Linked DNA regions of Mus musculus: regions 1, 2, 4, 5, 6 and 7 are each linked to region 3. A link is a contact called in public HiChIP or PLAC-seq and promoter capture Hi-C data. All regions are on one chromosome and are shown on one strand. Each heading gives the region's core, a stretch centred on a gene start, on an enhancer-like site or on the middle of the called end of the contact. The rest is flanking DNA. Distances are from core to core; before and after follow the strand shown. Region 1 holds the start of Optn (optineurin). Region 2 overlaps Optn (optineurin). Region 3 holds the start of Cdc123 (cell division cycle 123). Region 4 holds the start of Ccdc3 (coiled-coil domain containing 3). Region 5 has its middle 16 kb from the start of Optn. Region 6 overlaps Gm39755 (a long non-coding RNA gene). Region 7 overlaps Mcm10 (minichromosome maintenance 10 replication initiation factor).

What was found. Promoter capture Hi-C pulls out the DNA fragments that hold promoters and counts their contacts. HiChIP or PLAC-seq counts read pairs in DNA pulled down with a chosen protein or histone mark.
Region 1: a contact with region 3 is called in an H3K4me3 HiChIP or PLAC-seq map of bone marrow-derived macrophages, with 9 times the contacts expected there. The contact joins the promoter of Optn here to the promoter of Cdc123 in region 3. A contact is called at or near these places in 23 of 39 promoter capture datasets (the 3T3-L1 cell line, 3T3-L1-derived adipocytes, the C10 cell line and 16 more), 2 of 15 datasets of contacts at CTCF or cohesin (embryonic stem cells and stem cell-derived epiblast-like cells), 38 of 115 datasets of contacts at active chromatin or transcription factors (the NIH/3T3 cell line, the SCID.adh cell line, acute myeloid leukemia and 24 more) and 2 of 9 other capture datasets (adipose tissue and liver).
Region 2: a contact with region 3 is called in a promoter capture Hi-C map of liver, with 5 times the contacts expected there. The contact joins the enhancer-like site here to the promoter of Cdc123 in region 3. A contact is called at or near these places in 14 of 39 promoter capture datasets (the 3T3-L1 cell line, the C10 cell line, the HPC-7 cell line and 10 more), 20 of 115 datasets of contacts at active chromatin or transcription factors (the 230-238 cell line, the NIH/3T3 cell line, the SCID.adh cell line and 12 more) and 2 of 9 other capture datasets (adipose tissue and embryonic stem cells).
Region 4: a promoter capture Hi-C map of hippocampal neurons shows a contact between it and region 3, with 8 times the contacts expected there. The contact joins the promoter of Ccdc3 here to the promoter of Cdc123 in region 3. A contact is called at or near these places in 13 of 39 promoter capture datasets (the 3T3-L1 cell line, cranial neural crest, embryonic stem cells and 6 more), 1 of 15 datasets of contacts at CTCF or cohesin (the NIH/3T3 cell line), 18 of 115 datasets of contacts at active chromatin or transcription factors (astrocytes, embryonic fibroblasts, embryonic forebrain and 8 more) and 2 of 9 other capture datasets (embryonic stem cells and liver).
Region 5: an H3K27ac HiChIP or PLAC-seq map of embryonic stem cells shows a contact between it and region 3, with 9 read pairs. The contact joins the enhancer-like site here to the promoter of Cdc123 in region 3. A contact is called at or near these places in 23 of 39 promoter capture datasets (the 3T3-L1 cell line, 3T3-L1-derived adipocytes, the C10 cell line and 15 more), 3 of 15 datasets of contacts at CTCF or cohesin (the NIH/3T3 cell line, embryonic stem cells and pro-B cells), 6 of 484 Hi-C or Micro-C datasets (bone marrow-derived macrophages, cortical neurons, nephron progenitors and 1 more), 43 of 115 datasets of contacts at active chromatin or transcription factors (the NIH/3T3 cell line, the SCID.adh cell line, SST interneurons and 25 more) and 3 of 9 other capture datasets (adipose tissue, embryonic stem cells and liver).
Region 6: an H3K4me3 HiChIP or PLAC-seq map of forebrain shows a contact between it and region 3, with 13 times the contacts expected there. The contact joins the enhancer-like site here to the promoter of Cdc123 in region 3. A contact is called at or near these places in 20 of 39 promoter capture datasets (3T3-L1-derived adipocytes, the C10 cell line, the HPC-7 cell line and 14 more), 1 of 484 Hi-C or Micro-C datasets (bone marrow-derived macrophages), 23 of 115 datasets of contacts at active chromatin or transcription factors (the SCID.adh cell line, astrocytes, bone marrow-derived macrophages and 17 more) and 3 of 9 other capture datasets (adipose tissue, embryonic stem cells and liver).
Region 7: a promoter capture Hi-C map of liver shows a contact between it and region 3, with 3 times the contacts expected there. The contact joins the enhancer-like site here to the promoter of Cdc123 in region 3. A contact is called at or near these places in 17 of 39 promoter capture datasets (the 3T3-L1 cell line, the C10 cell line, the HPC-7 cell line and 12 more), 1 of 484 Hi-C or Micro-C datasets (embryonic stem cells), 16 of 115 datasets of contacts at active chromatin or transcription factors (the SCID.adh cell line, T-cell acute lymphoblastic leukemia, astrocytes and 9 more) and 3 of 9 other capture datasets (adipose tissue, embryonic stem cells and liver).

What each region holds. Positions count from the first base shown.
Region 1 is chr2:5,062,766-5,065,594 of GRCm38.p6, forward strand. Optn (optineurin) reads right to left here and starts at 1,352. Exons shown (of 14, transcript NM_001356487.1): 1 at 1,142-1,352.
Region 2 is chr2:5,032,324-5,035,158 of GRCm38.p6, forward strand. Optn (optineurin) reads right to left here. Exons shown (of 14, transcript NM_001356487.1): 8 at 2,645-2,760; 9 at 1,831-1,980; 10 at 808-901. Among named protein-coding and RNA genes, the nearest start is that of Mcm10, 21 kb to the left of the region's middle. Within about 2 kb of position 1,383, at least 25 of the 459 cell types and tissues checked have an H3K27ac peak or open chromatin away from gene starts, as enhancers often do. A contact at or near this core is called in the 230-238 cell line, the SCID.adh cell line, adipose tissue and 1 more, where this site is marked.
Region 3 is chr2:5,843,848-5,846,547 of GRCm38.p6, forward strand. It overlaps Cdc123 (cell division cycle 123), which reads right to left and starts at 1,330. Exons shown (of 13, transcript NM_133837.5): 1 at 988-1,330. The coding sequence starts at 1,061. It overlaps Nudt5 (nudix (nucleoside diphosphate linked moiety X)-type motif 5), which reads left to right and starts at 1,187. Exons shown (of 10, transcript NM_016918.3): 1 at 1,187-1,538.
Region 4 is chr2:5,136,489-5,139,188 of GRCm38.p6, forward strand. Ccdc3 (coiled-coil domain containing 3) reads left to right here and starts at 1,288. Exons shown (of 3, transcript NM_028804.1): 1 at 1,288-1,819. The coding sequence starts at 1,446.
Region 5 is chr2:5,078,743-5,081,555 of GRCm38.p6, forward strand. No RefSeq gene overlaps it. Among named protein-coding and RNA genes, the nearest start is that of Optn, 16 kb to the left of the region's middle. Within about 2 kb of position 1,494, at least 36 of the 459 cell types and tissues checked have an H3K27ac peak or open chromatin away from gene starts, as enhancers often do. A contact at or near this core is called in cortical neurons, embryonic stem cells, forebrain and 3 more, where this site is marked.
Region 6 is chr2:5,098,506-5,101,231 of GRCm38.p6, forward strand. Gm39755 (a long non-coding RNA gene) reads right to left here. Exons shown (of 3, transcript XR_865945.3): 3 at 2,511-2,690. Among named protein-coding and RNA genes, the nearest start is that of Gm39755, 3.6 kb to the right of the region's middle. Within about 2 kb of position 1,371, at least 51 of the 459 cell types and tissues checked have an H3K27ac peak or open chromatin away from gene starts, as enhancers often do. A contact at or near this core is called in the SCID.adh cell line, craniofacial prominence, differentiating embryonic stem cells and 4 more, where this site is marked.
Region 7 is chr2:4,995,315-4,998,014 of GRCm38.p6, forward strand. Mcm10 (minichromosome maintenance 10 replication initiation factor) reads right to left here. Exons shown (of 20, transcript NM_027290.3): 14 at 1,790-2,018; 15 at 407-551. Among named protein-coding and RNA genes, the nearest start is that of Mcm10, 16 kb to the right of the region's middle. Within about 2 kb of position 1,262, at least 10 of the 459 cell types and tissues checked have an H3K27ac peak or open chromatin away from gene starts, as enhancers often do. A contact at or near this core is called in liver, where this site is marked.

The sequences.
Region 1 (2,829 bases), core at 102-2,601, 780 kb before region 3:
GCCGGTTGTAAAAACTGTAGCTACTTTCATGGTGTTACACACTACATAAAGTACTGCTCAAACCGGCTCACTATAAACAGATCAAATACACACGCGATCCACAGTGGAAACTTCCCTCGTCCAATCAAGTCCAAGGCAGTCTCTGGTAGTGGCCTCTGCTCTGTTCGGATCTACCCCATTATCAGCCTGGGGCGATGGGCGATAGGCTCCTAACTTCGCTCCCTAAGTCAAAAGAGCAAAGTGGCTGCTTTGGGTCAAAGGGCAGCTTTGGATTCAGTTCTGAAAGCGTAAGTGATCCAATACTGCCTGCCTTATGTGATTTTCTTGAGGTTTTCCATAAGATTGGCCGTTTCAACCTTAAATACTTCAGGCATACATTCATTCCTACACAGGAGTCCTGACCCTGCAGGCTAGACCAGGTGCTGGGTTTCATTTCCCTCTGAGGCTTGCTTACTGCCTCCAATTTACACATTGCCCGTGGTAAAAACAACTCCTTCAAATTTCCCAGCTTTTAAAAATTCATTCTTATTATCTCACATTCCCCCCGCCACCCGCCTCCGTCTCTTTCTGTGACCCCCCACTGCCAAGAGTGTATATACATGCATGGATATAGCACTCTCTCCCAGATAGACACAACAGTTAATGTACCCTTCTGTAAGCCTGTTACTTTGGCAAGGGGTCTCTCTATTCTTCACTGTTCCTGGGCGACCTCATTCAAACTACCTTCATTCCTTGCGACAGTACCTTAACCACTTCCTCCTTAAAATGAACTGACTGCTTGCTCAATCACTCTCAACCTGGGACGTCACCTTCAAACCACCTCGATGACTTGAACTGGAAGTCACCTGCGGCCAGCCGAGACTGTTTTACTATCCCGGGGAAAGAGGGGTGTCCTCTGGGGTGGCCGTCACTCCCCACCCCCACCTCCATCCCCGCCGCCCTGTCACACCAGGGCAGGGTCTGCCTGGGCCTCGGAAGCCTTCTCAGGACAGCCGTCCTACAGGAGGGCCGCCCCAGCTTCGTCACCCTTCCCGCGGCAGGCTCCGGAAGACGGCGACAGCGAGAACCGCTGCCAGGATGGAGTCCGCTGGGGAGAGTCGCCGCGCTCAGTCAGCGCCCGCCACCCCCCGGCCCGGCTCACCGGCCACAGGGATCCTCTCCTCTTAGGTCACTGCTTCGTTGGTATTTTGTCCCAAAGCTCTGGATGCCGACGCCCGCCAGGGACCAGCCGGGGGGCGGCGACCGGGCAGCTGGACGGTGACGCGCGGCCTCGCGACCCGCCAGGCGCCGCTCAGCTGACCGCAGCGCCCGCTCCCGCCCTAGCCAAGAAATTTCCCAGACCACGCCCACTCGGTCACGCCCCTGAAAGCCACGCCCAACGCTCCGCCCCTCTGTAGCTCTTCCTGAGCCCCAGGGTCTGTCTCCGCGGTTCGTTAGGGATAGAGCCTCTCTTGGAGGCTTTAATTAAAAACCAAAGAAGAAAAGAAAGACAATGCAAAATGTGTTTGAGCTCTTGTTCTCCCAGATCCATTAACATATAGCTGCATCAGATGGCCCAGGCAGGTGAGATTGATGGATTGATTCGGATTACACTCAGCAGTCTTAACTGTGCCGAGGATGCCTCTACTTAGACTAGAATGCAAAGCTAGAAAATAGTAGAGAAACCTTCTAGTTTGCATTCCCAGCCCCTGGGCATCAGCAAGGTGGCATCACAGGACACAGATGGCATTTGATCGGAAGGGTGAGCTCCAGGCAAAGCGTTACCTTGACAACCAGACCCCAGTGAAAGGTAACTAGGTAGAAACTCTGGCTAGCTCCTGGGTGGCTCAGAAGATAGCATGAGATTAGGTTTTGTGCTCAAGGTCAAAGAGATGTCATAACCAGGGAAGAATTTTGATTACTGATGAAAGGAGAGATAAGGAACACATGGTTGTGACTGCATGTGCACCTGCACACAGGTTGGAAGGAGAGGTCGGGATCCTCACCAACACAGTAAGAGACAGCTCAACTCAGCTCACCTAATTGCATAGACCGGATCACCTGCTGTCCGTTCCAAGACTTGGTCTCAAATGTTAACCCTAAAGCTGGACAGAGAAGGTTTGAAAAGCTGTGTTGGGGAGCGGGGTGGGGGGGATGGGGACTTGTAATTTTTATGATAGTCTCCACAACTAACACAGAAGACTTCTGTGAACCCTTGTCATGCCTCTCGACCACCACCTAGTTGTATTTGCAGGGCATATTGGCCAATGTCCTTTCATTCTACTGAGTTCTGACACCATGTCCCTGAATGTGGTGGCAGGTCCCACAGGTAAGAATGCCACCCTGCAGATCTGTCTGAGCCTTCCAATGCCAACGGGAAGCCCCAGGCTGTTTTTCCCGAGCCTCTGACCCACTAGCCTGCTGTACATTGGGGTTTACAGAATGTCCTTGTTGGGCTTTACTAATTTGCCATGCAGCTCACAGAACTCAAGGAAACAGTTATGTTTAATGGCTTATTATAAAAATGTATTTTTAAAAGATTTATTTATTTATTTATTATATGTAAGTACAATGTAGCATTCTTCAGACACCCCAGAAGAGGGCATCAGATCTCATCACGGATGGTTGTAAACCACCATGTGGTTGCTGGAATTTGAACTCAGGACCTTCGGAAGAGCAGACGGTGCTCTTAACGTCTGAGCCATCTCTCCAGCCCATAAAAATGTATTTTTAACAGGTAGGTATAAACAGCTAGATGGGGAGCTATGTAGGTGTACTGGCTAGTGTTGTGTCAACTTGACACAGCTGGAGTTATCACAGAGAAAGGAGCTTCAGTTGAGGAAATGCCTC
Region 2 (2,835 bases), core at 133-2,632, 810 kb before region 3:
TCCATCTAAAAGGTAGATATGGTGATAACTCTTGCTTGCAACCCTAGTCCTGGGGATGCAGAGACAGGAGGGTGCCTGGTTTGCTGGCTGGCCAGCCTAGCCAATTGGTAAGCTTCAATAAGAGAGACCCTCAGAAACTAAAGTGGCCTGTCTCAAAGAAAATACCAAAGTCAGCTTTTGACTTCCACATGAACATGCCAATATGTACATGGACCCCACCCCCTACACCCTGCCCCCTCTGGAAAAGGAAAAGAAAACATGGTGCTTATGTCAGAGACCTGTAATCGTAACTACTCAGGAGATTGAGCAGTAGGCTTGCAAGTTCAAGGTCTGCTCAAGTAACTCTGAGACCCTGTAAGAGGGAAGGCAGGAGGGTGTAGCTCAATAGTAGAACATTTGCCAAATATGCAAGAGGCCCTAGGCTTATTCGAACATCCTTACTAATTTAAACTAAATGCTGTAAAACCAGGGTTCCAAGTTCAGTGCCAGCAGGCAAGATGGCCTTGCACAGTCTCAGCCAGTAGATGGCTATAGCTAGCTGTCTCGCTCCACTGTTGACAAGGAGCCCAGGCTCTCAGCTTTCCTACAGACACACCCTCGGGAAGTAGGAAAAGCCCTTGCCCTGCCTGGAGACATCAGCACCCCCTCCATACACAAGTCACGTTTTATATACAAGCTGAGGTGAAAAGCTATAATAATTCTGTTACAACTGATAACCGCAAAGCAGTTCTTGAGAGTGGATTTAGTTGAGGGGTCATTTGGTGGTTCAATCCCCAGGCTATGGAAGTACCTTTGCTCTGTAAATACCTGTTGCTTGGTTAGTTCTTCAATTGTTTTCAGTGCCTTATTATGTTCTTGAAGGAGCTTGTTGTGAGTTGCCTGCAGAGTGGCTAACCTGGACCTATTAAAATGTGATATTAAAAGTGGAATAATGAGGGAAATATCACAGAAGCCCATCCTCCTGTCTCCCTAACAGACTTTGAAAACTCAAGTAGAAAAATCTCTTGGTTTTTTTCCATCCCACCAACTTTTAACTCTCAGCTTGACAGGACCAGGAGTCACCTGAGGAAAGTCTCAGTGAGAGATCGCTTCCATCAGGTTGGCTCAGGGGCCTGTCTGTGAGGACTGTCTGCACTGCCTTTACCCATGTCGGATGACCTGCCACATGAAAGCAGTGACACCGGCCAGTCCCTAGCTTAGGGCTCTCGATTATCCCAGCACTCGGGTGTAAGAGGCAGGTGGATCTCTGTGAATTCTGGGACAGCCAGAGAAACACAGACCAATCCTGTCTCAAAAAACAAAACTAAGCAATAGAAGTAGGCAAGGCAAGCTGAGAACTAAGCATTCATTTCTCTCTGCTCTTGACATGATGTGAATGGGCTTCCAGCCCAGAGCGCCTTGGCCAACTCCCTCCCAGTGAGTGGCTGGACCGTGTAAGCTAAGATAACCCCTCTGTCCACGAAGTTGCTTTGTCAGGCTATTTTATCATGGAACAGAAATGAAACTACAGCCACCACTTGTCAGCATTTTTCTTACTCTCAAAGAAAATGGTATCTTCCATAAGACTGTCTTTCTCTCAAAAGATAGAATAAAAATAATTTTCCTATTTTTGCTACAACGCAAAACTTTAATCTGTCCAGGAGTCTCCTAGACATCTAGTTTCCAGATGGTAAAACAGATTTTATGCCATGACTCCCAGGTACACCCCCACCCCCACCCCACCCCATCTGTATTTGGCCAGCTGTCCTTCCCCTTCTGGGTGAGCTGCCGCCCCACCCCGCCCCGCCCCCGCCCCGCCCCCACCCCACGCACACAGGTGCACACACTCACTTCTCCTCCTCTGTCTTGGCCTGCTCCATCTTGATTTCGGAGCGCATGCTCTCCACCTGCAGCTCTAACTTCTTGTTACTGTAAACGAGCTCTTGCTTTTCATTCAGCTCTGATGGTGTTGCAGAGTTCTTCCTCTCCAGAGCCTGACACCTGAAAAAGATGAATATTCCCCGAGGAGAAACAACACTTTGTCACTCTCCCTGGCTTCTGCACAAATCCTCAAGAGGATATCAAGTACAGAGTGTGGTAGGGCCACAGGGCAAAACACTTTGTTCTTTTTGCTTCAGGTTTGCTTTCTTGTTTTGTTTCTTCCCGCCTTATGGTGGGTGGGATATTTTAAACATCTTATATTTTTAATATATTTTTACCCAACCTGAACTAAGGAGCAAATTACAGCAAAATCCCTGGGCACCCTTCAGAATCTAAAGTCTGCCTGTCACAAAGACTCTCATTTCTGATGAGGATCCAGTAAGAGGAAAGGAAAGCCCCGAGCATCTCCTATGAGAGCCGAAAGACAGATACACTATGGCTATGTGCAGGGTGTTAATGCCAAGTACAGCAAATCTCTCACATCACAATACTATATGTAGCTCTGTACAGGGGTTACAGAGGTTGGTGCTCTTCACAGCACAGTGCAAGTCCTCTTGTGTCCTTATGACCCGTGTGACAACAGCTTCAGGAATACACACCAACACTAAGTTCTCTTTTTCTGAACCGTCTATCAGGTCCCTGCTTGTTTTAATACAGTAACAAAACTGCTTTGCTACAGTAACGCACTTCATAAATCATGCGAGGAAATTAAATGAGTTATTACTTTTCTTGAAGTCTCTTCTTCATCAGCTCAGCCTCACTGAGTTTTGTGTGTGCCTCTTGAAGCTCCTTAAACAGAGAGGTCACTTGAATGCTCAGTGTTTCCACTTCGCTTCCAACCTGTCAGACAATGTCAGACATTCACGTGAGACAGAGCATTCGAGAGGAGGTGGACCTTGTGTGAGGAGAAAGTAT
Region 3 (2,700 bases), core at 80-2,579:
AAAGAGTGGCAACATTTTAAGTATTTTTTTTCTTTTGCAATTCTCATGACAATCCTATTATGTTTCTAAGTTTTCAAATGTGGTTTAGAGAGATTAAGTAATTTGCTGAAGATGCTGATAGAACCAGAATTCAAAGCCAGACAGAGGGTTCTGACTCTACAATCTAATTCTTGGGGGCAGGATTTTGTTTTTTGTGGTTTTGTTTTGTTTTGTTTTTGGATGCACCAATTCACCGTGGGCATTCTGCAAACCTGGACAGATTCCTTGTTCCAGGCCAGAGAACTAGAGAATAGGATCCCACCTTCTCAGCCAGGCGGTGGTGGCTCACGCCTTTAATCCCAGCACTTGGGAGGCAGAGGCAGGTGGATTTCTGAGTTCGAGGCCAGCCTGGTCTACAAAGTGAGTTCCAGGACAGCAAGGGCTACACAGAGAAACCCTGTCTCAAAAATCAAAAAAAAAAAAAAAAAAAAAAAAAAAACCCAAAACCAAAAACCAAACGATCCCACTTTCTCTCCAGATGGGTTGCTTCTTCTCAGAACACTGGATCGTCAGTAGCAATGCAACCTATACACACTACCAAACTGGAGCTTCATCCAGACTTGGAGGTACCGTCTGTATCACTGTTCTCATTGTACAATGATGGAACGCAACTCTCACCAGAGGGGGTTGTCGGTCAGCAGCAGGCAAAGTCTCCAGTTTTGTTTTGTTTATTGCCTTGCGCTTCTGACAATTCCCAAAGTATCTATTTCAATCTACCCTACCGAGGACCCCCACCGCCTCCCTACCTCCCTCGACTCGCTCTTTGATTCCGAACAGGACGCACGGCAAACACTGATCTACTTGTTAATCTTGCTCCGTCAAAGCCAATAGAAAATCCGCAGCTCGACACAGTCGCTCCCACTGAGTAGAAGGCCTGCGGATTTTGTTTAGTTTTCTGAAGGGATGGGATTTACCCAAACCCCCCGGTTTGACTCCGGGATAGGTTACCTCTTGATGGTAAGGCTTCGGAAAAGTGGGTACCACGCGGAGAACTGACAGTGACTAACATGCTCCTTCTTCATTCTCCAGCTGCCGCGTCAATAGCCGCCTTTCCCTCTCCCGCCAGCCCTCTCCCGGAACCCTGCGCAGCACTTCCGGAAGTGCCGACCGAGCCGTCTTAAAGAAAGGACTCTTCCGGTCCGTAAAAGTCCGCTGGCGCTAGACTCTAGAGCCATGGTAGACTGTATGCTTAGCGTGCCCACACAGACGCGCAAGACACACAGAGATCTGAGTCCGCAGAGAAGAGGCACGAAAGCGTAGATTTTTAGGAAGCTTACATCTCCGCTTTCGTCTGTATGCACCTCGACCCGGAAGGTAATCATCTGAAGCTAGCTGAGCTTCTACGGGTGCCTGGAGGAGGACGTGTGCACATCCTCCTTGCACCACGAGAGGCGCCGGTGTCTCTAGCGGTGGCGCCTGATTCTACGGAGACTGCAGCTTCTGCCTGATCCTTTTTCCTTTCCTCCTCAATCCCTTCCACATCCCACAGTTTAGTGTAGGTAAGTGGGCGCGAGCCAACCTCGGTACTAAGTGTCCTTGGAGAGGGGAAGGGAAAAAAGGGCGCGAGCACAACCGATGGTGCCCAGAGTACAGCCCGCCGCGCGCGCGTGTCTCCGCGTCTGCGCCTGAGCGCGAGACGAGAACCCGGGATCCAGGCGGACCAGCCTGGGCTACGAGAGGAACCTGGGAACAGCACAGTAAATGTTGGAACACATCAGTTGAGGCATCTACAAGAAGGATGGCCCCTTCTCATTCCGGAAAGTAGATTTTAGAGACACAGGGAAGAAGTCCCGCATGCACGATTCTGGGGAGGAGGGTGGTATTTTACGATCCTGAAGATGAAAGAAGCGATGTTCGTCTGAGAAATCAAGAAAAAGGGGAAAGTTGTGTCTTTTAAGCTTAAAGTTTAGTCCAATTCCGAAAAAGTTACCAGTGTGGAAAAAGCACATATTTTTATCAATGTCTCTGCAATGATGAAATCGTAAAAGGTTGGAAGAGTTTGTATACGACAACTTGTGATATCATTTTTCTCCCTACTCCTTTTTCCATCTATCATCCTACAAAGTTCAGTTTCTTTTTAAAAAAAAAAAAAAAAAAGGAAAAAAATCACCAGCTGCAAGAGACAGGCCTTTCAAACCCTCTGGTGCTTCCTGTAATGTAGAAGCCTTGGGCATGTTCCAAGCACGTATTTGTCCAGAAGCACCACATTTCTGATACTCACCCTCACAGAAAAATAAATTGCATTTTCCACAGCGCATCTAAGCAGTTTAAATTAGAGAGAGAGGAAAAACCCCAGCCACTGTTGACCTCTTTAGAAAGGTATTTGTTAGAACTGATGAACAGAATCCTCTGTATTTTGAATTAGAATTCGTGCTCGCGCGTGCACACACACACAGGAGAGGTATACATTGTTTGAAATGTTACAGGTAAAGTGGTTGGAAGCATTGCTTAAAGAATACCTTCCAAAATCAAGATCAATGGTTTATAATGTTGCAGTGTATAATGATGTGTTGTGGATAGCAGAGCTTCTTATTTAAGAATGGTGGTATCCAGAATTAATCAATCCTGGGTTTTGTTGCTTGTTTGTTGTTTTGATACATAGTCTCTCTCTACATACTCCTGTCTGGCCTGGAACTCTTTGGTTCTCAATGTGTGGGTCAC
Region 4 (2,700 bases), core at 38-2,537, 710 kb before region 3:
CTCTCTCTCCTTCCTTTCTTCCTTGCTCCCTCCCTTCCTCTCTCTCTCTCTCTCTCTCTCTCTCTCTCTCTCTCTCTCTCTTTCTGTCTTTCTTTCTTTCTTTCTTTCTTTCTTTCTTTCTTTCTTTCTTTCTTTCTTTCTTTCCTTCTTTCCTTTTTTTGGAGACAGTTTCTTTAGCCCATGCTGGACTCAAATTCCCTGTGAAGCCTCCCTGTGTAGGTGAGAACAGCCCTGAATGTTGATCCTCCTGCCTTCATCTCCCAGTACCGGGTGTTTGCCACTGTGCCCCTCTGGTGAGGTGCTAGGGATCAAGTCCAGGGGGTGATGGATGCCAGCCAGCACACTGGTAATGGAGCCACACCCCCAGCCTTCTTGTGATTGATTCTCATTACACCAAGAATAGTAAAGGCAATGGAGGCTGGGCACTTTTGAGGGTTTTGGTCTCTTCTATTTTACCCACTAACTAGTGAAAAGCTTTTTTGAATTTATGGGTGAAGTTGCTTCCCAGGTATAGAACTTTCTGAATTTGGGGCTGTATAAAGCAGTTAAGCTTAAATAAATAAATAAATAAATAAGCCGTGAACAATGGATTTTCAAATCTTTATAGGGATTCTTTTGACATTATTATTACAGAAAACTCAATGTGTGTGTGTGTGTGTGTGTGTACATGATAGAGAGAGATGAGAGGGAAAGGGGATGAGGAGAGGAGGGGAGGGTGAAGGGGAGGGGGAGGAGAGGAAAGGGGAAGGAGGAGAGGGGGAACAGACAAGAGAGGAGGAGGGGATGAGGAGATAAGAGGGAAAGGGAATAGAGGAAGGGAGGGGCAGAGAAAGAGAGGAGAAAGGGAAGGAGAGAAAATATTATTCTACACGAAGTTCTGGGAAGATAAACTCAGATTTGATTTCTATGTGCTTTGATTCTAAGTCACTTGCATTGAAAACTTAAGACTCCTGCAGAGCACTCCACTGTACAAACTGAGAGCAATAGTAGGAACACCTGCCTAGGGAAAAACTCTACTGGCAAGCTCTGACCTAGCCCATAGTTGGGTGCTACAAACCAGTTAGGTCTGGTGGTCAAGGCGTTGTACGCACATCTCCTCTAGTCACCCTGGAGTCCCAGGGCGCAGGGGTTCGTCCCTTCCTCCCGGGAGTTCTGCACGGGCCGGTTGCGGGGTTGACGGACTCCCCGCCCCTGCCGCGGTCCACGCCCCAATCTCCGCCCGTCCCGTCGCGTCCTCTGGACCCTTTTTAAGCGTGGCGGGGCGAAGGCCCGGTCATGGTGATCCAGGCCGAAGAGCTAGCCGTGCACCCAGCTCTCCGGAGCGCGTGCAGGCGAGCCGAGCGCCCCGTCCGCGGTTCTCGGGCAGGCGCTGCGGGCTCCCCGGCTCCCCGCCGTCCCGGGCACCCGGGCGGGCCATGCGCCCGGGCTAGAGCGTAGCCGCCGGCATGCCGCTCCCGCTGCTGCTCGCCGCGCTCTGCCTCGCCGCCTCCCCGGCGCCCGCGCGCGCCTGCCAGCTGCCGTCGGAGTGGAGACCCTTGAGCGAAGGCTGCCGCGCCGAGCTAGCCGAGACCATCGTGTATGCCAAGGTGCTGGCGCTGCACCCCGAGGTGCCTGGCCTCTACAACTACCTGCCGTGGCAGTACCAAGCTGGAGAGGGAGGGCTCTTCTACTCCGCCGAGGTGGAGATGCTGTGTGACCAGGCGTGGGGCAGTATGTTGGAGGTGCCCGCCGGCTCCCGGCTCAACCTTACTGGTCTGGGCTACTTCTCCTGCCACTCCCACACGGTGGTCCAGGACTACTCTTATTTCTTCTTTGTAAGGTGAGCCTGCCCCCCTCTGCGGGCTACCTGCAGCAGGTTAGGAGCGCCCCGGGGGATCCGTTCCCCCTCCCCCAAACTAAACCACGTCCTAGGCTCTTCTCATTCTTTCCTTGCTCTGACCGCCCTTGGCTAAAGCTGTTTAAGATACAGTGATGCCTTTGGAGTTTATATGTATAGACCGGGTTAAAGACAAAAAGGTTAATAACGTGCTCTTGTTTATGAGATCGGATTTTTCTGTGATCTTCCTGCCTCAGCCCCTGAGTAGGGGGATTACACGCTACCACACGCAGCTATCAAAGTGCTTTCCAATCACTCATTTGATGTTTTGAGAAAGATGACCTTTGCCATCAGTTGTTGGGATTCTTTCTGGCTTTGAACTTCTTTGTATAAGTTTCGAGCCAGTTCTGAGTCCACTCTCACGCTGCTCCCCTCCACCAGTTCCTATCTGGATAAAAGTGGGAAGCAAATCGTGACAGAAGCTCGCGAAGCACCTGGGAAAGTCCTGTCATTTAATGTACACCCAAGCTCTCCTTTCCTACCCACCTTGATGCCAGAAAGCAGCCCCCCCCCCCCCCCCCCGTGCGCTGTCTTGTCTTGCTCTCTTATACCAGCTACCCTGTAATTCAAATTAGCAGAGCTTGACTGGGCCCGCTGGTGGGAAAGGTAAAGACCCCGGGTCACAGTGCTTTGAAGTGTGCAGAGGGGGGAACAGGCAGGTGGTGGGTCCTATGTAGACACCACCAGTCTTGTGAAGTTCCACTGAGGTTGGCCTGTGACCACAGCAAATTCCCCCAAATTCAGTTCATTTTTTATCTACTACTGAATTCAACCTAAATCACAGGTAGGAAACAGCTGGTGGATCCTGAAGCTGTGGGTTGCTT
Region 5 (2,813 bases), core at 244-2,743, 760 kb before region 3:
CAGGTTCAGAGGTTCAGTCCATTAATGTCAGGTGGGAAGCATGGAAGCCCAAAGGCAAGTATGGTGCTGGAGAAAGACCTGGAAGTTCTACATCTGGACTGGCAGGCAGTAGGAAGAGTAAGTGAGCCACCCAGCCTGGCTTGTGCTTCTGAAACCTCAAAGCTCCCCCCACTCCCTTCAGGAAGGTGTCTGGGAACGATTTACCTCCTAAATGTGCTCAGAGATGTTGTGTTTTTCCTGTAACAATTTACTTGATTGTTCTCAAGGATGTGATATTTCTATTTGTGGGATGCTTTGTTGTTCTCCTGTCCATTTCTCACAAAGCTGGGGATAGGAATAGCCCATTCCTGGACTAAGATCTTGGAGGATGCTCTAAGACAGATATGCTTGGGTCTGAAGTTAGTTAGGGGCAATCCTGATTCACAGTTAGCTTCTTAGTGAACTGAAAAAACACTTGATACTTTACTAATATAATGTATAGGACCTGTGTTAGGTTTCTCCAGCAAAATGGGACGGAGAGGGAGAGGGAGAGGGAGAATGAAGCAGGAATGTCTAAGGTTTATATGAGGTCATCAGGCTGGAATTTCAGGTAAGAATTACAATTGATGTCTGGACTCCAAATCCCTCAAGTGAGAAACTGAGGCAGGGTTTCTCTGTGGCAATCTGGTTGAAGAAAAATTTCTTCTACCTTGAGAAACTGCAGTCTTTACTCTCAAAGCTTTCAAATGAAAGGACCCACACACAATATGGAGAATCACACGCTTTATGCAGAACACCAATCACATAAAGAATGTGTCTCCACAGAAGTATCTCCAGTGGTATTTGGCCAAATGCAGGGCATTTTAGTCTGGCCAAGTTAATGCACACAGTTAACTATCACATGGGGGAAAACTTATCAGTTTTTAAAGGTTACTGAGGGCTTGAGAGGCTGAGGCAGGAGGATCAAGTTTGAGGTCAACCTGGGTTACATGGCAAGACCTTGGTCTAAACAGTTATTATTATTTTTTTAATTTGAAGAAAAATTTAAAATTTGAAAAGGCATACGGAGCAGCTGATGTTTCTCCAACATCATCCCGGTGTGGGGAGGTAGAGGCAGAGGATCAGGAGTTCATGTTCACCCCTAGCTTTATGCTGTCCATGGTTCATCATCTCTTATGGCCCATATTAGTCATTGTGCCATTCAAAAGCCACAGAGCAAGAGAAACATGTTTCACAGCTCCTACTGTATCCTGGACCCTAGGGATGCAACAGTGGCAAGATGTGGTTTCTGCTCTTCATTGTGAGCTGACTTGGCTGAGGCTATAAAGCAAAGGTGCTTTGTGAAATTCAGAGAGGATAACGTAAGGTAACTCAGAGATATGCACAGGAAGTTGCATATTTGCAATAAAGCCACACACAGCAGAACTATTAGATCCAGGCACTCACTCAACGTGGATTCTGGGCTCTTCAGCTCTGATCTCTTCAGCTCTCATTTGCTCAGACTGTCTATGTCCAGCAGATGGTGCCAAATGACTGTCTGCAGTCAACTGGCAGTCCCTCTCAGGGAAAATCCAAATTGAGCCTATGAAAGAAAGGTCAGCATTTTTAAGGAAAGTGCTCTTTGTCAGACTAAGACCTTTTAATTTGTCCCATTTTAATAGTACATATGTATCAAGATAAAAAAAAAACAGACAAGGAAATGGCCTCCTTTGCTGGGATTGTGGAATTGTAAGACCCCCGAAACTGGGGAGACCTCCGCTCAAGTCCCGGGTTGAGCTGGTCGGCACCCCGATAACACCTGATGCAAACTGCAAGACGCTTTATTGTCAGCTAGCTGAGGGGAGTTCGATCTCGAGCGGTAACAGTAGGGGGCTTTTAACAGCTAGCTGAGGAGTTGGGAGGAGTTTGGCTACAGCTCTTCTCTGGCGGGTGTCCTTGGTAAAATAACAAGGCATGAAGAGTGAGGAGTGAGCTGTAGCTCTTCTCTGGGGAATCTATCTCCATGTCCTTGGCACAGGGAGCCAAGCAAGCGCCTGGCTAGGTCTCCCCACAATCATCGAGTCTCTGGCTGTAAGGCACAGAAACAAAAAGACTTTTTGTTGGCTATAGAGAACAAAGAGCTTCTTTCTGGCTGTATTTTAAGAGATCAGGGAAAACAAGCTTGGGGAATGTCCAGGGGCTTTACCTTTCAGGGAGAAACGCTCTAAGTCGGGGTCTCACAGAATTATGGGAACAGAGGTCAGGAAGTACTTCAGTAAAACAGCACCCCAATATAGACTGGCATATGAAACTCCAATGACTGAGCATACACGTGTGTATTCATATATTTTGAGTCTACACTTGTATAGAAGTGTATGTATCATGTATGCATATGTACATACGTGCCTGTGTGTGAATATATGGGTAGAAGTCCAAGTGTGTGCGTTTTTGTAATGTGTCTGTATGTGTTGAGTATTTGCAAGTAGGTGCCTATGGTCACATACAAGCATACTCATGGTGTATGTGGAGTGCCTGTGTATGATTGTGAGGAATATGAGTGTGAGTGTGCACATGTGGATGTGTATATCCATGTGTGACTGTGTACACGTATATGTTTACTTTTGGGAAAAATTAAAAAATAAAATAGATGAGGAATGGAAGGTTTGACATATTTTTAAAGGGCAAAGGTACAATTGTTGAGGCAGTGGAAATTGGGAGGATGGAGCCTAAAAACCGAGAAGGACTAAAGCCTCAGGCCTTAGCCAACCTTACTCAGAGCATCAGACAATCTATACTCTGAGAGTTAAGAAGAATCGAATGAGTACAGTTTACAATCACAAAGACAAACCACACAT
Region 6 (2,726 bases), core at 121-2,620, 750 kb before region 3:
TTTTTGATTTTGTTTTTGTTTTTGTTTTTTTTTAAAGCTAGATTTGATTCTTTCTTTATCTTCTTTCTTCCAACTGTTCTCATCTGCCTTCCTTGGCTAGAGGAGGCTTATAAATATTCATTAGCTAGTTTCTAACTTCACAGGTGAGGACAGACGTTTCAACAGAGATCCTGTCAATTCTATAGCTTCCTGCATGCAAAAGGGGGCGGAGGGGGGAGACAGTGCAGGCTCTCCTCCAGTTCTCCCAATAGATACCAACTGATCTGTGTGGACTTTAAGTACCAGCCGTGGAGAGAGAGTCTGATGCCATTTCTTTGCTAACCAAAATGTACGTGAAGACATCATAGACAGTTGGTTAACTTCTAACTTACTGTCTTGCTGCTGAATAAAGGGAAAGGAGGTGTGTGTGTGTGACACGTGTGGCACACGTGTGTTGTAGATGCACATGTATGTGTGTATGTGCGTGTGCAGGCCATAGGTTAAACCTGGCTGCTGTTTTTCAGATTCATTCACCTTAATTTCTTATTTTTTATTTTCTTTGAGACAGAGCCCCATCATTGACCTAGAGCTTGCCCAGTAGGCTATTCCAGCTGGCCGCCAGGCCCAGGACTCAGTTCTGGGAGTTCAGGTGTAGAACTGTACTGGTGTTTGAATGTGGGATTTGATGACTCAGTTCAGGCCCCCGCACTTACACCACAAGCACTTTGCCCACTGAACTCTGATTTCTCTAGCCCGAAAGGGCTTATTTTTGTCTCTCTTCTGAGGATTAGAGAAATCACAGGATGCTAAGATGTCCCATACCATATGCTAACGATGGAGACCTGACCCGCATTCCCATGCAGTAAACAACTTAGGAGGTCTTGCTCCCCAGCTGTGGTCCTCGAAATCTGTATACTCATCTCCATTATTATTCAGCCTGACTGTGAGTTTTGCAATGAGAAATGGAAAATTTAAACCAGATGATCAAAAAAAAAAAAAATATCATGCAGCTCCGGGTATAATGAAAGACAGGCTTGTACTCTTAGATGCAATCTCTTTCTCCCTCTCTCTTTAACACACACACACACACACACACACACACACGCACACGCACGCGCACGCGCACGCACACACACACACACACACACACACGCACACGAACCTCTATGTATGTACACTCCACACGTCTAAATTTAAATTTTCATTTTACATTTAATGATAATACTCTGTTGACTGGCTCCGTACTGTCTAATGGCAAGGTTAGCCAGGGAAACACCATGTTTACCTTTTTGCACTTAAGAATGAATAGAAACACTTAGGAAACATCTGTATGGTTATGGTTGTTCAGAGACTCTCCTGATCTATTAGCACTTCTAACAAGGCATGGCTAGCGTTAGCAGGAAGCACGTGCAGAAGGGAGAGCTGTCCATGGAGAGAAGAGCAGGATCGTCCCTCTGGAAACTGAGAGGTAGTGGCTACGCTTGCTTTGGATGGTCCTGTATGCCAGGCATCAGAGATTCAGCGTGGAGTGTCACACCAGATTAATTGTGAATCTCTAAAATAAAGAACAACAACAATAGGGTGGACTTCCGAATTCCCTTCTCTGAGAGTTCCTTGTACTGGACTCTGACATTCGGAAGGGTGCTGCGAGGGCCTGGAAGAGGCCCTTTGAAGATGTCAGAGGAGCTCTAGCTGTGTAGCCATTCATCATGGAGACTTAGCTCCTAGCAGAGATTCCAAGACCTTCCAGTTTGGGTACCTGGATCCTTAGGACTAGATGCTCACCTTCTAAGGTCACACAGGGCTAGCGATTTTTTTTTTTTTTAATTTTACTTATTCCTAAAATAGTTCTTTTGAGCACCGGATGGTGGGGAGCTGTTAGATGGAACTGAGAGCTCTCCTTTTTGATCCTTCTATTTAATAACCACATCACAGACACAAGACACATTTCTCTCCATTCCTCATCTCACTAGCCAGCCATTGCCTCAGGGGACTAGGGCTCTGGGAAGCCAGACCAAAACCAATTTTTTTTTTTAAGTAAAGAAAATTAATGATCTATTGATGGAGTAATACATCTTTCTGCAAATCCCAGGAGGTTTCTGATTCTTCGCTTTCATGAAAATTAAGAAAAGACCTAATCGAGTTGCTAGAGAATTCAATCATTAAATAATTTTGATGATCGATCACCTCATCAGCGCCAGCCTGAGTAATTAGTGCTTCCATGCTGAAATCCTTCCCATTATAGTTTGCCTCTTTCCATGAAGAGGGTCTCACAGGACGTGTAACAGTGATGTCAGCAATGATCGCAAGGGAGGAATAAGGTTGGGAAGACCTGTCTGCTTTGGGTAGAGGTCTCTGGGATTGTGTTTTCTCTGATGTAAGTGTACATTTTGTGTTTAATGATTACTTATACAATTATGTATTTGTGTTGTCTTGATAAATTGCCTGTTTATAGTAATTCATGATAATTCAGTCAGGAAATATTTCTTTGCCGCCTTCAACACCAAAGCCACAGGAAACTAAAAAAATAATTCCATTTATATCCATATTTTTATTTGCTACTTATAGGAGACCAAAAAGAATTACAAGACAGTGCACTTTTTTAAACCTAGAAATCAGGAGTCAGAGGTGACAGATTTCTGTGAGTTTGAGGCCAGCCTAGTTTTCAGAGTGAGTTCCAGGACAGTCGTGGCTGCATAGAGAAATGCCATCTCAAAAAACAAAACAAAACAAACAGCAAAAAGAGA
Region 7 (2,700 bases), core at 12-2,511, 850 kb before region 3:
GTTCTTGACAAGAAGAGACACTCTTTACTTCTGATTATGGTGACAGAAGAACAAAAAGTTGACTTATAAGCCTATTTTAAATGACATTTAGAGTTCCCGTGCTTTAAAAAGTAAAAACAGCAATTGCTTTCAAAAATCTTATGTTACTATAAAATGCATAAAGATCCAGGGAACAACCCTTTGCCACCTGCTCAGACTGTGCACAATTCCATTCCAAGTTCATGTGATACAGCAGTGACTGGAAACCCAGTCCTCAGGACTCTGGAGCAGGAAGACAGAGCTGGAGCGAGGCAACCTGGACTATTGAGACCCACACTAACACTTGATGTTGGAGGGTAAGCTGTGCTTAGACCCTGTCTTCTCTAAACAGGCTCTGTCCCCCACCATGACGGCGACGCCACAATACCTTCAGGAGAAACTGTGTTGCTATTCTCCACACGCTCCTTCACTCCCAGCATGGCTCGGCCATCCATTTGCTTCCTTACAGTATTGTTTGGATCTACTTTTGTGAGAATCTGGCCTTTTGCCCTTAATTTTGCAATAGCAGCTAACTAGAAACAAACAGATAGACAGTCAGTTGAGATACTGCAGACCACAGCCCTTGGTTCTCTAACAGAAATTGGGCTGTGAGACGGCCCTGTGTGCAAAGCCCGCTGCCTGAACTCTAACCTGAGAACGCACACGGTAGCTGCGGAGAACCTATTCCTGCAAGCTGTCTGCCGACCACATGGGTGGCATGTGCATGCACACACACAAAAGATGGCACTAAAAGTTGATGGGACAAAAATAAGTCTACACATAGATAAAAATGATGTTTCAGAGAAATACGCAATATGAAATGGCAGAAGTATGTTTAGGGCACTTTTGGAAATTTTTGGAAAGTCTATCCAAAAATTCATTTAGCAACTTTTAAAATCAAATGTTCTAACAATACATTTCAGAGACTTTTACTTTTGATACTTCCATGCTGAGGAATAACAGCAGGGAAATATTAAATGTCTTTGCTTGCTGTAAACAAGCCATTATGTTGAATTTCCATATTTAAATCATTTTCAAGAGTAGAAAACTGAGCATGTACCAAAACCATTGCAGACGATTACATAAACCAGCATGGACCTTGAGCCAGGTGTCACAGTGCTCCTTGGTGCCACGTGCTGAGATGTCAGACAAAGTGCGCACGTGGAAGGTTCAGAAGCAGGCCTGTAGTGACGTCTCTCCATCAGCACAGGCAAGGATTACCACGAATAGCCTGGATTTGTTCTGTGTTTGACTGTGAGTTAATTTTTGCACACTGTGTTCATAACCTTTAATCAGTAATAGAATTTTCACAACTCCTAACTTCAGTTACGAGAGCCCCAGTGCAGTTGCAGCCCTGATTAAGAGGCTGAACTTTGCACCATCAGTTTGTAGTCCTAAGGCTACTGTCTCCAGCTGTAGAACAATACCTTCCTGGGGGCTGCCTCCTCCAGACTGACAAGGAACTGTATGTATAGCAGTGATGGCTCTGAGTTCGTAGATAAGCTCAGCGGCTCTATGCTGATACCATTCACATTGCACTTGCTTTGGAACTATGTAGGATGATTGGTTAACACCATTTCGTCACAGAATGCAAAGCCAAGCAATGAAGACAGAAGCCAGCAAAAATAAATAAATCCTTAACTTTCCTGCCTGTCCCCAGGGTCACATGCAGCCACCATGCCTGGCTTTTTCCTTGAGTGCTAGGGATCCAAGCTTAGGTCCTCACGCATACATAGTAAGCACCCCGTTGGCTGCCCGACACCCCAGCTACCTTTTTAGCTTCTGCTGCTGCGCTCAGTTTTGGTCTTGGTGGTGGTGAATCATCAAAGAAGAGAACATCGTCCCCTTCTGAGATGCCTCTGCCCAGCTTGGGCATCCGTGGGGTTGCAGTTCCTTCCAACCTGGGGAACTCAGCCCCAGTTCGAGGAGACTGGGCAGCAGCCTGTCGAGAGGAAGACGGCACTGCTGGGCTCTGGACTTCACTTGAGCTTTGGAGGAATCTTAAAAAGGAATAGGAAGTAACTAAATATGGGTTGGGTATGTGGCTCAATGGTACATCATTTATTTGTCTAGCATGCCCTAGCCTCTAGGCTCCATGCTACAACCAAAACCCAAAGTAAATAAACATAAACGATAAATATATACCCGAGGCTCAAAAGACGTAGAACTCAAAACAGATCAGGAGACCGTGGATAAGCTTGAGTGGACAATTAGTTGTTGGTAAACAATTTCCTTTCTTTGGTTAATAATTCAAACTAGCAACTAAGAACACAGGTTTCTCTCGCCTAACTGAGTATAGTGTGGATTTTCCATCACTTCCTAGCTGATGACCGTTTTACCAACTGGCTTGGCCAGAGATGCTGTCTACAGCACACATCTAAAATTATAATGCAGAGGCAAATAACCACAAATCTGTGTGTGGTTAGCTGTAAGACCTCAGGGCCTCATTGCATCGCCCTGCTTCTCCGTTTATCCTTCAGGAAGGGAATACATAAGAAACCCTTCACAAGGAAGAAGGGAGGAGAAGTTGAAATGGCACCGGGTGAATTACTACAATTCCTTATAGGCATGTACGGAACTGTCAGAAAATTAAAAAAAAAAGAAAGAAAGAAAGAAAGAACCTAAACAAGATGGTGGAGGCACATGCCTTTAAGCCCAATACCCAGGAGGCAGAAGCAGGCA